3 separate regions of the Sus scrofa genome follow, and all the other regions are linked to region 3. The links are chromatin contacts, called in public Hi-C and targeted proximity ligation maps. All regions are on one chromosome and are shown on one strand. The core of a region is the stretch at or near the end of the contact, and the rest is flanking DNA. Distances in the headings are between cores, read along the strand shown. Region 1 overlaps CACNA1C (voltage-dependent L-type calcium channel subunit alpha-1C). Region 2 holds the start of HDHD5 (cat eye syndrome critical region protein 5). Region 3 holds the start of MICAL3 (F-actin-methionine sulfoxide oxidase MICAL3).

Region 1 (4,955 bases), core at 2,186-4,685, 680 kb before region 3:
GTGCTTCCCAGGGTGGTAGGTAGCCGTGGTGGCCATGTCGGCCATGTCCCCTTCTCTGCTGACCCTACTCTCTGCTGACTTTGCAGGCCGACGGGCCTCCTTCCACCTTGAGTGTCTGAAACGACAGAAGAATCAAGGGGACGTCTCTCAGAAGACAGTCCTGCCCCTGCATCTGGTTCACCATCAGGTAGCCCACACCTTGGGATGGGCCACTGCCCCTGTCCAGCAGGCTAGACAGCCCCCCGCCCCATGATTGGAACAAATCCCCAAGATGCTAGTCATCCTTCCCGTCTCAGACCACTGCTGTGTCCCACCCCTGGCCCTAATAGCCCCACACAGGTGAGAGCCTGAGCAAGGACCACGCTCTCCAGGGCAGGAGGCTGGAAGGACCTGCAGCTCCAGGATCGGCCTGACAGTGGCCAGAGGTTCCCTCCTCAGAACTGGCTATGGAAAGGGCAAATGAGGTTATACCTAGAGCTTCAAGACACCTGGACATTTTGCTGAGATACAGAAATGACCAAAGAATCGTCCAGCAGCATGGTCGGGGCAGGGATGATACCAGGAAAGCAGGTCTGGGCAGATTCAGTAGCGAGCTATCTCTAGGCCTGGGTGACGCCAACTGAGACTGGAAAGCCCAGCCCCCAGTAGCAAGTGTATTATTAATGCCTTAGAGCAGTTGAATCACCATCCAAGCCCTGTCTCTCACCTCCAGGCAAGTTAGGGTCTAAACCAGACTCTCAAACTGCTTACTTCTTTTTTTTTTTTTTTTTTTTTTTTTTTTTTTGTCTTTTTGCCTTTTCTAGGGCCGCTCCAGCAGCATATGGAGGTTCCCAGGCTACGGGCTTAATCGGAGCTGTAGCTGCTGGCCTACGCCACAGCCACAGCAACTCAGGATCCGAACTGTGTCTGCGACCTACACCACAGCTCACGACAACGCCAGATCCTTAATCCACTGAGCAAGGCCAGAGATCGAACCCACAACCCCATGGTTCCTAGTCGGATTCGATAACCACTGCGCCACGATGGGAACTCCTGTTTACCTCCTTTATTATATGTGTTCTTACCACAGGCTTTGCTTTAAATGATTTTCTTACCCCCAAAGGCATTCAATGCCAGTCAAAGCTTCGATCAGTGTAAGACAGCCAGTGGCACTCAACCAGGGCGATGGTATTTCCGCTCAAGTAAATACACTGTTTTGCTCAGCCTGGGTGCCATCACCTACATAGATGGGGTCTCCACGGGGCTTTCTGAAATATCAAGCATAGCCCCACACCTCCCTTGGAGCTCCAGGGCCTCAGGGCCCCAGGACCATCCAGAGCAGTAAGTGAAGGATGCAACCGTGTAAATAGTTTAATCACAGTACAGTATAAGATTTGAACAGAAGTTCAAAGGCCAGCTGAGCCAGAGATTGGCAGGACGTCAGGCACCCCGGCCAGGGTCGTCAAGGTGAGAACACTAAGGATTGGACCTGTCTAGCTCCTGGCGGTGCACAGACACCCTTCCCAGGCCTTATTCGCCTGACCCTCACATCAGACCCGCGACGGAGGCACCCAGAGGGCAGAGTCCCACACCTGCAGGGGATGCAGGTGTGATTCTCTCCAACTACCAAGGAAACCAAAATCCAGGGAATTCCCAGCCTACGGGGATAGGGCCAGGGCTAGCGAGCAGACGACCTTGACGCCACCCCACCTCAGTTCCTGAACAGGAGAAAGATCCCTGCAGACAGAGAGGTGCAGAGTCTATTTTAGGGTGGTTGGGACTAACCCCGGGTCTTAATGGGTGACCAAGAGGGTGTGAGTGGCGGGCTGTGGGGCCCACTGGAGCAGGAGCTGCTGGGAAGCGGAGCCCCCCAGCCCATGCTCTTATTTCCGCAGGCTTTGGCGGTGGCAGGCCTGAGCCCCCTCCTGCAGAGAAGCCATCCTCCCGGCACCTTCCCCCTGCCATGCACCACGCCCCCCGCCACACCTGGCCCAGGCTGGCCTCTGAGGCCTGTCCCCACCCTGCGGCTGGAGGGGGCCGAGTCCAGCGAAAAGCTCACCAGCAGCTTCCCGTCCGTCCATTGCGGCCCCCGGGCTGGGGAGCCCACGCCCTGCGGGGCAGGCAGTGGCCCCCGGAGGGCCCGGCCGGTGTCTCTCACTGTGCCCAGCCCAGCAGGGACCCGGGGCCGACAGTTCCACGGCAGCGCCAGCAGCCTGGTGGAAGCGGTGAGTGGCTGGGAATGGAGAGGAGAAGGGGGCCCTGGTTTTCTCCCGAGCAGAGGGGGTGTCAGATCTCTGGGCCGGAAAGACCCTTACTCAGGCCTCGAATCCTAGTGAGCGCCCAGCACCCAGGCGTGGGCCACAGCTGAGAAATAGTGGTCACACTGGTGAGGGAGCTGGCACGAAGGCAGAACCATGAGGAAGGCTGAGTAGGACAAGGGTTGGTGGGGAGCAGGCCAGATAGAAGCGGAGGTCCTCCAGGCTCATCTGCTTCTTCCCAAGGCCATTCCTCGAGCAGCCTCCAGGAAGGGGGCAGACACACACACACCCCCACCCCGTCCCCAGGACCCTCACCCCTAGAAAGGCAGCCAGGGGCACTGGGCCAGGTGTCACCAGAAGGGAGTGGAGGCTTCCTGGAAAGAGTGACTTGGAGGCTCTGGGGCACCGTGGAGGCCCAGTGGGGGTTGGGGGGACCAGGGCAGGCCGGGCCCCCACCGCTTTTGTGTGCCAAGGCTCCCTGTGTTTGATGACGGGTTCCCCAACCCCAAAGTCCTTTCTCCAGCCTACACACCCCCAATGCCCTTCCCAGCAGGCGTGCACACGCAGGTGCACACGCATGCACACAGGCTCTTCCTGATGGGAGCAGTCAGAAGCCCGCTGTGCTGGTCCCGCAGGGAAGAGCTGACCCAGGAGTCACATCCTCCTTGGTTCCTCTCTGCCCGCCCCCAGGTCTTGATCTCAGAAGGACTGGGGCAGTTTGCTCAGGATCCCAGGTTCTTGGAGGCCACCACCCAGGAGCTGGCCGACGCCTGCGACATGACCATAGAGGAGATGGAGAGCGCCGCCGACAACATCCTCAGCGGGGGCGCTGGGCAGAGCCCCAACGGCACCCTGCTCCCCTTTGCAAACTGCAGGGACCCAGGGCCGGACCGAGCAGGGGGCGCGGAGGACGCGGCCTGGGCGCCCGGCCCCGAGCCCCGCCAGGGCGAGGACGAGCTCCTGGACAGCAGGGCCTTCGCCAGCAGCCTGTAGCGGCCGGGCCGGAGACGCCGGCTTTTTATTTGTTTCAATGTTCCTAATGGGTTCGTTTCAGAAGTGCCTCACTGTTCTCGTGACCTGGAGTTAACCGGAACAGCGTCTTCATTCATTTCGTGGGGACAAGATCAAGTCGGGTGGCCAGGAGAGAAGCAGCCGCAGTCCGTGTCCGCGGGGAGCGGTTGGGGCGGGGCGCCGGCACCAGGAAGGGCCCCCACCCCGCACCGCCAACCCGGCTCCCCCCAGCCCTCACCAAAAGGACCCTGTGCCAAACGGGTGTCTTTCAACCTTGCTTGTAAAAAAAAAAAAAAAAAAAAAAAAATCATTTTGCACATATTCTGTATGAGCCTCACTGTCCCCATAGAGCCAGGGCCCGCGGATTCACAGAGGAAGGAGGACCCGGCCCCACCCACGCTGGAAGAGGAAGCCAGGGAGGGGCCCCGCACCACCGCCCACCACCCCACCTGCAGCTGGATCCCCTTTCCTGCCCGGCCACGCGCGCACATCGCATCGAGGCCAGGGGAGCGGGCACGCCGGTGGGACAAGACCGGGTGCTGCTGAGCTTCCGTCCAGCGCTCTTTTGTTCTGGGATTTGACGTTTTTCTTGACCGCATGTTGGTTTTCTTTGGGGGAGGGTGTTTGTTTTTAATTTAGTTTTGCCAGGGGGAGGGGAGGAAGAAGAGTGTTTACAAAGTTTTGCAACCACCCACCTTCCTGTTTTCACTTTTGCAAATGTAAATTGGGTTTGGTTTTGTTGTATTACTTAACGGTTGTGGTTTCCTTTTCTACGGAGGATGCAACGGAGCCGCTGTAGGAGGGTTTTACCAGCCATTTTGTACGCCCAATAATTTGTTATAATTTCCTTAGGTGGTGACAAGATTTGGGGGTTTGGTTTCATAATTTAAAGGTAATCAAGAGTGCACTCGGATAGGATCTTGCACATTCGTGTGTACTAGTGGGTGCCCGAGAGAGGAAGCACGCATGAAGCACACACAGGGTCTCTGCGTGTGTGTGTGTTGTGTGTGTGGCAGGTGTCTGTGTGAGGACGTGGTCCGTGCCCACCAGTTAGCCCACGGCTCCCCGTTTCAGGCCTGTGGGGAGATCCGAATCTGGGGCCATTTGAAAGCAAAAACAAACCACTGTCTCTGCTTCTGAAATGGGAATCAGTAACTCTTTTGCATTTTCTGTCCCACAAGATATGCAAAAACAATGCAATAATATTCATTTTAAAAAATACAATTGTGAGTTGTGTTGGCATTAAAGCTGTATTTAAAAAAACCACACAGAAATTTAAGGGAAAAACTCAGAAGGCGTTTTGCTTCGATTTGTTCCGTGTAATGTTTTACTGCATTGATGGTGTTTCTGCTGAAGAGACCGTTATACTTGAATTCAGGTCAGTCTCAGTATTTTACAAATATTTTTTTAAAACTGAATTGCAATTGTGCCAAGCGAATATAATGAATTGAATTAAGTTTGTTTTTGAATTCACTTCTTGTATATTTGCTGCATGTAAGTAAATCATTTTGTATTTGGAGTGTGACAAGCTTTACCTTTGAGCTCTTAAGTGCTTTCCTACATGTGGTCGGGAAAAGGGAACAGCTTTTCCTTTCATGTGTGCGACAAGTGTGGGCACCACTTGTGTGTGGGGGGGGTCCGACGCAGGCTTGAGCATCACTGTTGCGCATATCTTGTGTTCGCTTCTGTTTCCCTCATTTTCCCCAA
Region 2 (4,693 bases), core at 253-2,752, 620 kb before region 3:
TATATGTGGAGTTTCTGTTATGGCTCAGTGGTAACAAAATTGACTAGTGTCCATGAGGCCTCAAGTTCAATCCCTGGCCCCGCTAAGTGGGTTGGGGATCTGGCGTTGCTGTAAGCTGTGGTGTAGGTGGAAGACTCAGCTCAGATATGGTGTTGTGGCTGTGGCATTGGCAGCAGCTCCAATTCCACTCCTAGTCTAGGAACTTCCATATGTCTCAGGTTCGGGCCTAAAAAGACAAAGGGGAAAAAAAGTCCATATTTGTGGTAGTGATAAAACGTGTGGTTTTCTACTACATATAAAATAGATAAACAAGGTCCTACTGTATGGCACAGGGAACTATGTTCAATATCTTGTAATAATCTATAAAGGAAAATATTCTTAAATAGTATACATATATTTTATATATATAATATATGTATAACTGAATCACTTTGCTGTACACCAGAAAGCAACACAACACTGTAAATAAACTATACTTTTAAAAAGCATGGCAGAGGGGAGATCCCTTTGTGGTGCAAAAGAAACGAACAGGTTCAATCCCTGGCCTCCCTCAGTGGGTGAAGGATCCCGCCTTGCCTGAGCTGTGGTGTAGGTCACAGACGCAGCTCAGCTCCTCCATAGCTATGGCTGTGGTGTAGGCCAGCGGCTGTAGCTGATTCGAACTCTGGCCTGGGAACCTCCATATGCCACTTGCGCAGCCCTAAAAAAAATAAAATAAAATAGATTAAATAAAAAGCATGGTTTTAAGATTAATTTGGGGAGTCCCCTGGGGGCCGTACCCTCGACCCTTGACCACGTTTGAACTGGGCGGATCCACTTATAGGGGGGATTTATTTCAACAAATATACATTCAGCCCCCACAGCTGTGGGCTCCTCACACGTGGATCCAACCAACTGGTGATCGTAAACTTCACAAGCCATGGCTGTTGGTGGATGGGGGATCCGCGGATGCCAGGCGTCTGTGGGACGCCAGCACCTTCAGGTCTAGGAGTCCTCCACGGACAGCGAGGGAGGGCGGAAATCGGCCTTAAGTCACACAGGTAGTAAACCGCCGGGCAGGTGCGCATCCCCTTCTTCCACCCTCCCACTCTCACCCTTGGAGAGTCGGGAACTGTGAGAACCCGCGGGCCGGGGCCGCGGTCTTCTGCACGTTCCGACTGGCGGGTCACCGAGGCCCGCGTGCCCAGGTCCGGCCCCGCGAGTGACAGAGTCACGCGGTGCCCCGGGCGGCGGCTACGCGGCGGGGACCAAAGGACGTGACGTCACTACACGCGGACACTGCGGGGACGGTGGGAGTGATGTCCTGGAGGCCGGACATCAGAGCACGGTCCACGAGGCCACAGGGCCTCCTGCCCTGCCCGCCCGCCCGCCGCCCTCACCTGCGCGCCGCCGCTCGCCAAATGGCGGCCCCCGAGCCCCGCGGCCCCGCGCGCCGCCCCGCAAGCCGCCCGCCACCACAGCCCGGGCGCCCGCCGCGCCACCACCTCGCCGAACGCAGCCATGGGCCGCCACCTGCGCGCACCGCGCACGCCCGGCCCGCCGCGCGGCCAATCATCGGCCAGTGGCGCCTGGGGCACCTGGGAGCTGTAGTCCCATCCAGTATTGGGGGCGGGAAGGGGGCGGGGGTGCTCGCAGGGCATCTCGGGAGCTGTAGTCCCGCTTCGGTCTCTGCCTTACGCGTGTGGGCGTGGTCGTATAACTGGAAGTTTATACCCTTTAACTTTCTCACACTTTTAACCAACTCCTAACCCTCATATCTGGCAGCCACCACTCTTTCTCCTGTTTTCTGGATCTATGAGCTTGGTTATTTTGTTTCTTAGAGTCCGCATGTAAGTGACCTCATACAGTATTTGTTTTCTCTGACTTACTTCATTAAACATAATAACCTAAAGGGCCATCCATCCACGTTGATGCTAAATGCAGCATTTCCTTCTTTTTTGTGGCTGAATAATATTCCATTATATATGTATGTATATGTATACATACATATATAACGTATATATATGTGCGTGTGTGTGTGTGTGTGTGTGTATCTCTTCGTCCATTTATCTTTTTTTTTTCTTGGTAAGAGAGGAGGTAATTTATTGTAATGTGTTACGTTCAGCCACAACTGGGAACAGAACTAGTCCAGAATGTCACAGGTCCAGGACAAAATACTAAAAGGGATCATTTTGCTGTGAGCAAGGTGGGTCTCAAAGTGGCCGAGGGGCTCAGAATGGTGAAAAGTTGTTCTGGATCCACTGAGACAAGTTCTAGACAGAAGGCATGCAGCCCAACAAATTGTACCAGCGTCCCTGGCCTCTGGGCTTTCCTTGTTTCTGCTCCTGCGGCTTCTGCAGATGTACAAGTTTACTCGGACCTCTGCCTCCTCTTTGTTCTTTTGTGCTGCAGCCTCGCATTCGCTTCTTCCTGCACTTTGCTGTCATGGCACAGAGGTTTCTCAGAAGATGGCACTAAGGCCAAGAGCCCATTTATCTATTGATGGATGCTTAGTTTGCTCCCACATCCTGGCTCTTGTAAATGGTGCTGCTATGAACATTGGGTTGCATGTATCTTTTTAAGTTAATGTTTTCATTTTCTTTGGACAAATATCCAGAAGTGGGATTACTGAATTGTACATTAGTTTTATTTTAAATTTTTCTGAGGAATCTCCATACTTTTTTTCACAGCGGCTATACCAGTTTACATTCCCACCAACAGCACACAAAAGTTCTCTGTTCCCCACCAACACTTGCTACTCTTTTTGTAACAGCCAGGGAGAGTGTTATTAAAGAGGGAGAGTTGGGAGTTCCCGTCATGGCACAGTGGTTAACGAATCCGACTAGGAACCATGAGGTTGCAGGTTTGATCCCTGGCCTCGATCAGTGGGTTAAGGATCCGGTGTTGCCGTGAGCTGTGGGGTAGGTTGCAGGCTCGGCTTGGATCCCGCGTTGCTGTGGCTCTGGTATAGGCCGGCAGCTACAGCTCAGGTTCGACCCCTAACCTGGGAACCTCCATATGCTGTGGGCGCGGCCCTAGAAAAGACAAAAAAAAAAAAAAAAAAAAAAAAAAGGAGAGTTGGAGGCACTAGCAGACTATGGCAGGAGCAGAGTAAAGGCCTGGTGGGGGGGGTGGCGCTGAGGGCTCAGAACTTAGTTCCCACCAGAGCTCCCAGCACAAGGTCAGTGCTCTCCTCTGTGTTCCCAGGCCCACCTGTCTCCCCTGCTTGGAAAAGTCAGGCAGAGGACGGGGCCGTGTTAATCCTGGGCTGAGGGTAGTTTGATTCCTGGATGGTCTTGCTTCCCTGGGCCCCATGCAGCAGTGGGGTCCAGTGGGAGAGGGTGGAAGGGTGATTGCTGCCCCCCGGGCCTGTCTATGAGTTCCACAAATTTCTTCCATAAGTAGATGAACTCAGGGAGCCGCCTGGTCACACTGACGAGTCCCCATCACAGCCCCGTTCCTGCTCAGATGCTCCCAGCTCCCCTGACCACCAGTGTGTCTTGTCGTTGCCATGTCCTCCTGTCCCTTCCCGTGTCCATCCTCACCACCCGCACCAGGACGCCAGCCAAGAGAGGCAGGTGGCCTGGGCATGGGAGGCTTGGCCGTCTTGAGGGCCGAGCTGTCCTCTCCAGGCCCGGAGACTTGGGAAGTGGGAACAGCGCAGCCTGGCAAACCACCCCATCCCCTCTGCCTGCGCTGTCCATCTGTCCAGTGTGATCTCTGAGGGGAAAGAACCATAAAAGTCAGGGAGGGAGTGATGGGAGAGAAGAAGGCAGGACCGGGGGAGAGGAGAGAAAAGGAAGAGGCAGGATTGATCAAGAAATCTTTCAAACCCCAGCAGGGAGAGGAGTGGGAAAAAAAGGAGGAGGAAGGAGACGGTGGAGGAGGGCGGTTCTAAGCATTTTGGAAGCGGGTAGTGTCCAAGTGAGTCCCTGGGCTGGGTGCTTAAGGAATCCACCTGTCCCTGCTCAAAGCCTGGTGGCCCTTCCTTGACCTCTGCTCCCAGCCCTTCTGAGCACTTCAAGGCTCCCTGGGGCAGGTCCCCAGGCCACACTGCACGTCCAGGTCTAGGCAGTGCCAGGATCCCCCCAGCATGGCTCCTTGCCCACCCCTCCCCTGCAGAGTCCCCAGGGAACAGGGAGCAGTTGTCACTGCAGCTCCACCCTCCAGCCTCCTGCCACTGGCCCCCAGGGAGCCTCTGAGCAGAACCAGGGGCCCGACCTGTCAGCTCAGCCTTGGCCAGCCAGCTCCTGCAGCCCCCCAGCCTCACAAGGAGGGGGCGGCAAGGGGGGCCAGGCAGGAGGGGAGGTTCCTGGGAAGTCTGACTGTCCTCCCGGGAGGAGTTGCCCCTCCCAGGCCATAACCATGGGACCTGGCAGCTGCCCTGCGTCTCCAGCTCTGGAGGGCACAGCTGAGCGCAGCCACCCTTCACCGGTGCGGGAGTGTGCTGGCGGGACTCAGAAACAGTCCTGGGAAAGACTCGAGGTCCAGCCACCTCTTTACAGGCTATGAGGGCCAAGGAGGCGGTAAGGAATTCCGTGGGAGGCAGTCACTTCCAGACCGGGAGGGCCCTGCAGGACAGATGACTTGTTCCCTCACCAAATAAATTTGAAGAAACAGAAGAAAACAAAGGAGACGTTAAAAAAAAAAAAAAAAAAAAGAGCAGTGATGGATCCTGCAGAGGTGCTGGACTCAGTGACACCTGCTCTCCACC
Region 3 (4,809 bases), core at 1,967-4,466:
CAAGGGTAAGTGAGAGCGTGTGTACAGCCAGAATGACCCACTAAGAAAGACTCCAGCCAAACTGCCTCACTGAGGTCCCAGCCTCGCTCTGCCTGCCTGTGTGACCGCCCTGCTGTCCAGCGTCTTCATCTACAACATGGGGTGACAGCAGGATTCCTGTCCCAGGGCTGTTGGTGATTAAGATGAGTTCGATGTAAGGCACTTGGAATAGCACGTGGGGCACGGTAAATTCAGGACCACACAGATTGCACCATCGTTACTATAAAGTGACAGAGGACAACTATGATTTTGATGATGGTTACTTCTGAGACACAGAAGCAAAGTAAGAGTCCTGCTGTGTCTATATGGAGAGGAGGAAACAGAAAGCATTGAGTTCTGCCCTGAACTCCAAGTTCAGGCTTTAAAAAAGAGCCATAAAAATGCCATCTAACTGACGCAGACCTGGAGTGAGGAAGGCACACCCCTTGACCGTCATGGGAAAACATCATCTCCACCCTGCCAATACTTATCTCTTTGGCTTGCTTCTGGCCAAAGTTCCCCACCAGGCATGATCCTACTGTACCCAGAGCTTGACCACTGATTCCCTGTACCACAGGGCTCTGGCTGGATGAGACGTGTCGAGAGGGGCAGCTCTGGATGTTGTCTGTCAAAGTGAAATGTAGAGCCAGCTTGGAAAGGGCAGACAGGCTGGGCTGACTCTACAAGTGGGCGTCTGACCTTTGCAAAGAAGAGTCAAGAGTCAAGACTCTGGGTCAAAGAGGAAGATTACAGAACTTCGAGGTGGAATTAGACTTTCTTCTCCTTACTCACCCCAGCATATCATCACCCTCATTCCTCTGAACTATTGCAGTGATATAAAGCACTCTAGTGGCTGTCACATGATCTCTTTTGAGCCTCACAATACCCCATGTGGCAGGTGTTGGTATTCATGTCTTCAGATGAGAAAACAGACTCAGAGGACTAAGCCGACCTTCCAGAGGTCCCTAAGATTCCAAGCGGCATAGCCTATCTCCCATTCCAGAGCTCCTTCTGCTACAGAAACACCAACTTACCACATGTTCAAAGTAGGTGAGCAAATCCACAACCTCAGGACCCTGCTCAGGCAAGACACACTGTACCTGGCAAACAGAAAGAACAGCAAGTCCCACAGCTTGGGCTAGGGAATGGCTATTGCGTGGGTTTCGTGTCTCATTTACTCCACTAATTTTCCCAAAATGAAAGGATTCCAACAATACAAATCTTGACACAGGTCAGGGCTTTCAGATTGGAAAGAACTGCCTTGTTCCCACTTCTCTCTCTCTCTTTTTTTTTTTGTGGCTGCACCAGAGGCATATGAAAGTTCCCAAGCCAGGGATCGAATTCGAGCCAGAGCTGCAACCTGCACCACAGCTGTGACCTGCACCACAGCTGCAGCAATGCCAGATCCTTAACTCACGGCCCCGGGGCTGGCGATGGAACCCCAATCTCTGCAGCAGGAACTCCACCACCACTTATTTTATACCAGAGGGAGGGAAGGCTGTTTCATAGCTTGAGTCATGAGCCCTGAGACATTAAGACACTTGGTCACTGTCCCTCAGGTGGAATAAATTAGGACTGCTGTGTCTTAGCTTGAGATGGTCTGGCTTCATTAGATGGTCTGGCTCCATTATGTCAGCACTGTTACTCGGGAATCAGCTGGTGGGCATAAGAGTGCTAAGGGGTAGTGGTGACAGAGAGACCACTGCGTAGGCCCAGGTAGTCAGAGATTGGGCGAAACACAGAAATAGAAAAATCCTATTTTCATATTTTTTTTTTTTTTTTTTTTTTTTTGCAAACTCCCACTTCTTTAAATATCTTGACCTCATTCTAGGGATCACAGCACTGCACGTACTGGCAGGCTTGCTTCTTTTAAGGCTGTGCTGCCATCTCCTGGAAAATCCTGGGCAGAGCAAGAACCTTCTCTAGGATTAAGGAAGGGGCCTTTTTCTGGCAGCAAAAGCTTGGAAGTGGTGCTCCTGGAGGCAGAGGCCTGGTCCTGCCAGTCTCAACTGGCCCAGGCCTGGTCAGGTCTGTATTCTGACGCTACTACTGCTTTTCTGATTTTTCAGGGGAGACTTATAAGCCAATTCTGAGAAACAGTTTTTTGTTTGTTTACAGTCCAGTAATTATGCTATTACTAATGATCTTCATTATTGGCTGTCAAATCTGAGGCAGAACAGATAAAACATTTTGATAAATTCAGCCTTGAACTAATTCACTTTCCAGAGTGGAGTTTGCTCTGTGGGAAGAATATTGCCTGGAGAGAAAGGGGGACTTAGGGTGGACATCAAGTATGTGTTGGTCCCAAGGGCAGTGATTTCACCAATGGAGGCTAGTTCTGAGCATGAAAAGCACATTTTCTCTCTGCTCTACTTCAACCCTGGATTTACTGCTAGAAAACAAAGTTAAACGTAGTCACTGTTGTCACATCCAAGTTCTCTTTAAGCATTTATCACCATCTGACATACCACTGTATTTATTTTTAATTTTGCTCCCCTCTTTCACTATGATGGAAGCTCCACAAAGGAGGACATTTTTGTCTCCTTCGTTCATGTGGGATCCTCAGTGTTTAGAACAAGGCTGGCACTTAGTAGGTGTTAAATATCCACGGAAAAAGTGAAGTCCTGGCTTTATCACCTTATGCCATTATGGGGTCCACACTTCTCATCCCCAGAGTCTGATGGATTTTGTGCTTCTGCCTCAGCTTTCCAGGAGGACTTTTTGCAGAGGGTGGAAGGCCCTGGCTGGTGACCATGGAAGGGGATGCTGAGGCAGGCAGGTGCTGACCCTGTGCCTGGCCTGTCCGATTTAATCACAAGGGCAACGTTTTGGAGAGAGTGCAAATGGTAGGGAACTGGGAGGAACTGAAGCTCAGGGCTTAGCACAAACCTAGGAGGCTCTTCAAAGCCTGAGTGAAGCACAGAATATAATAATAAATGTAACTTCTGTATCTGTGTAAAATTACTTAATAATTACTATTAAAGCCAGGACGTATTGAATACTTACTCTGACTCAGTCCTTTACTGTAAACTGCATTACACACTGTACGGCTTTTTCACGGAATATCTATCTGGCATAAGACACGGAGGCTCAGTGTGGATCCCTGGACACAAGCGGACACAGCCCATCCGGCAGAGCGCGGTGGCCAAGCTCCTGCCCTTGGCTGGCTGTGTTTTTGCCACCTGCCAGTTGTGGGACCGGCAGCAAAACAAAAGAAGGAAGGACTGACGGGTGCTGGGCGGGGCCCGGGAGGAGGCGGTTCACAGACGCCCTCTCCTGCTCGCCGCCGGAGCCGTGTCCCTACAGAATCCAGGAGCTAGAGAAGCCGGAGGCCAGAGCCTCGGCCCGCAACAAGTACCCACCTCACCTCCCACAGCCCGCGGCTTGGGTCGGCTGGCTTCCTCCGACTGTGACGGCTTCTGGGGCGCCGTATGCCGGGGCTTGTAGTCCGAAGCCCCCCATCTGCGCCCCGGAGCGGGGCCGCTCCAGGAGCAAGACTACAACTCCCAGAGTGTCCCGCGCCGCCGGGCGCCGCTCTGCGCGCGCAGCGAAGCTGTCGGCGCCCACGTTCCCGCGCCGCTGGCGGCGGCTCAGCCCCTGGAGAGGGTCGGGGCAGACTCCTTCCCGGGCTCGGGGGTTCCAGTCCTTGTCGTGAGGCTGCGTCTCCAGGGACGCAGTGCTCTGCATATCCGAGGGTGCCAGGCTGTCCCTCGCTGGAGCCGCAGACAAGCCCAGCCGCGCCAATCTTTCCTTTACGGGCTGCGGCCTCGGGCGGTTCGTGGGCCAGGCTGTGAGGACCCTCTCTTCTCCCAGGCCGCACCGGACACCCTGCAGCCCCCAGAGGGCGGTCGCCCGGCGCCCGCCTATGAGGAGTGACCCCGCGACCTCTGCAGCCCCCCTGAGGGGGCTTGGGGGCCCCCTGCGGAGCAGCGAGCCGGTGCGCTCCTCCCCGGCCCCATCGGCAGCCGCACTTCTGCTGGAGGAGGCGGCCGACTTGCTGGTGGTGCACCTGGACTTTGCCGCGGCGCTCCGCACCTGCGAACGCGCGTGGCAGGGCCTGGCGGAGGAGCCCGCGGGCGCGTACGTGCTGGGCTCGGCTCCCTTCGGGTGACGGTGGGAGGGGCACCAGTCCCCAGGACTCTTGCCCTCCGATTGTTGGCGGAAGTCTTACTCCTTGCTTTCCTCAGGGGTGCCTGACCTTGTGCCCATTTTCTGAGGAGAAAGGGGAGGCACTGCCCGTTGAGGAGGAAGCAGTTGAGTCGTGTCACAGGGCTTAGTGGGAACCCACAGCCAATTCTTTCTCCCTGTTCCAGGGCAGAATGACATGAAGGGAAGACAGGATTGTATTGTTCAGTTGCTCCAGTAAGCAGGTGGTGGGAGGCTTGTCGAAGGTACACCCTCCACTGAGTTGTCCCCTTCTCACTTTGGCTGATGAGTGGGGATGGGGTTCAGGGCAGGAGTAGTGTTCCAGTTCTATTGAAGGGTCGGATCAAAGAATTAGAAACCTTGGTCTTGCGCTGCTTTTTCTAATGCTGCCGTCCTCTCTGGTAGTTGAAGGCATAATTTCTCTGTGGATTGTAAGGTTGGCTTAGGCCACACTAGGGAGGGGGTGGGTAGAGTAGTCAAAGCTGACCCCAGGGAGTAATGAATTGGGGAGCCCTGGCTGTGTGTTCAGGGGGTTGGTGAATAAATGCTGAAGGCTTTGATTTGGGTGCTTGGAGGTGCCTCTGTAGGTGGTGCTAGGAGGCCAGTAGTGGAGTTCCTGTGCCTGTACTGAGGCTATAACCTTTC

Evidence for each region. A called contact is a pair of places that touch in the nucleus more often than the background predicts.
Region 1: a contact with region 3 is called in a Hi-C map of retroperitoneal adipose tissue, with 2.2 times the contacts expected there. A contact is called at or near these places in 2 of 5 promoter capture datasets (fetal liver and fetal skeletal muscle), 7 of 47 Hi-C or Micro-C datasets (alveolar macrophages, embryonic fibroblasts, epiblast stem cells and 4 more) and 2 of 2 datasets of targeted methods (alveolar macrophages and skeletal muscle).
Region 2: a contact with region 3 is called in a targeted proximity ligation map of alveolar macrophages. A contact is called at or near these places in 3 of 5 promoter capture datasets (fetal liver, fetal skeletal muscle and liver), 19 of 47 Hi-C or Micro-C datasets (alveolar macrophages, embryonic fibroblasts, fetal heart ventricle and 10 more) and 2 of 2 datasets of targeted methods (alveolar macrophages and skeletal muscle).

Annotation. Positions count from the first base shown.
Region 1 is chr5:69,444,901-69,449,855 of Sscrofa11.1, forward strand. It overlaps CACNA1C (voltage-dependent L-type calcium channel subunit alpha-1C), which reads left to right. Exons shown (of 50, transcript XM_021092981.1): 48 at 87-187; 49 at 1,875-2,204; 50 at 2,928-3,528. The coding sequence ends at 3,230. Among named protein-coding and RNA genes, the nearest start is that of IL17RA, 14 kb to the right of the region's middle.
Region 2 is chr5:69,511,057-69,515,749 of Sscrofa11.1, forward strand. HDHD5 (cat eye syndrome critical region protein 5) reads right to left here and starts at 1,503. Exons shown (of 10, transcript XM_021092501.1): 1 at 1,380-1,503. The coding sequence starts at 1,502.
Region 3 is chr5:70,129,753-70,134,561 of Sscrofa11.1, forward strand. MICAL3 (F-actin-methionine sulfoxide oxidase MICAL3) reads right to left here and starts at 3,217. Exons shown (of 40, transcript XM_021092508.1): 1 at 3,025-3,217. It overlaps PEX26 (peroxisome assembly protein 26), which reads left to right and starts at 3,272. Exons shown (of 5, transcript XM_003126596.4): 1 at 3,272-4,098. The coding sequence starts at 3,884.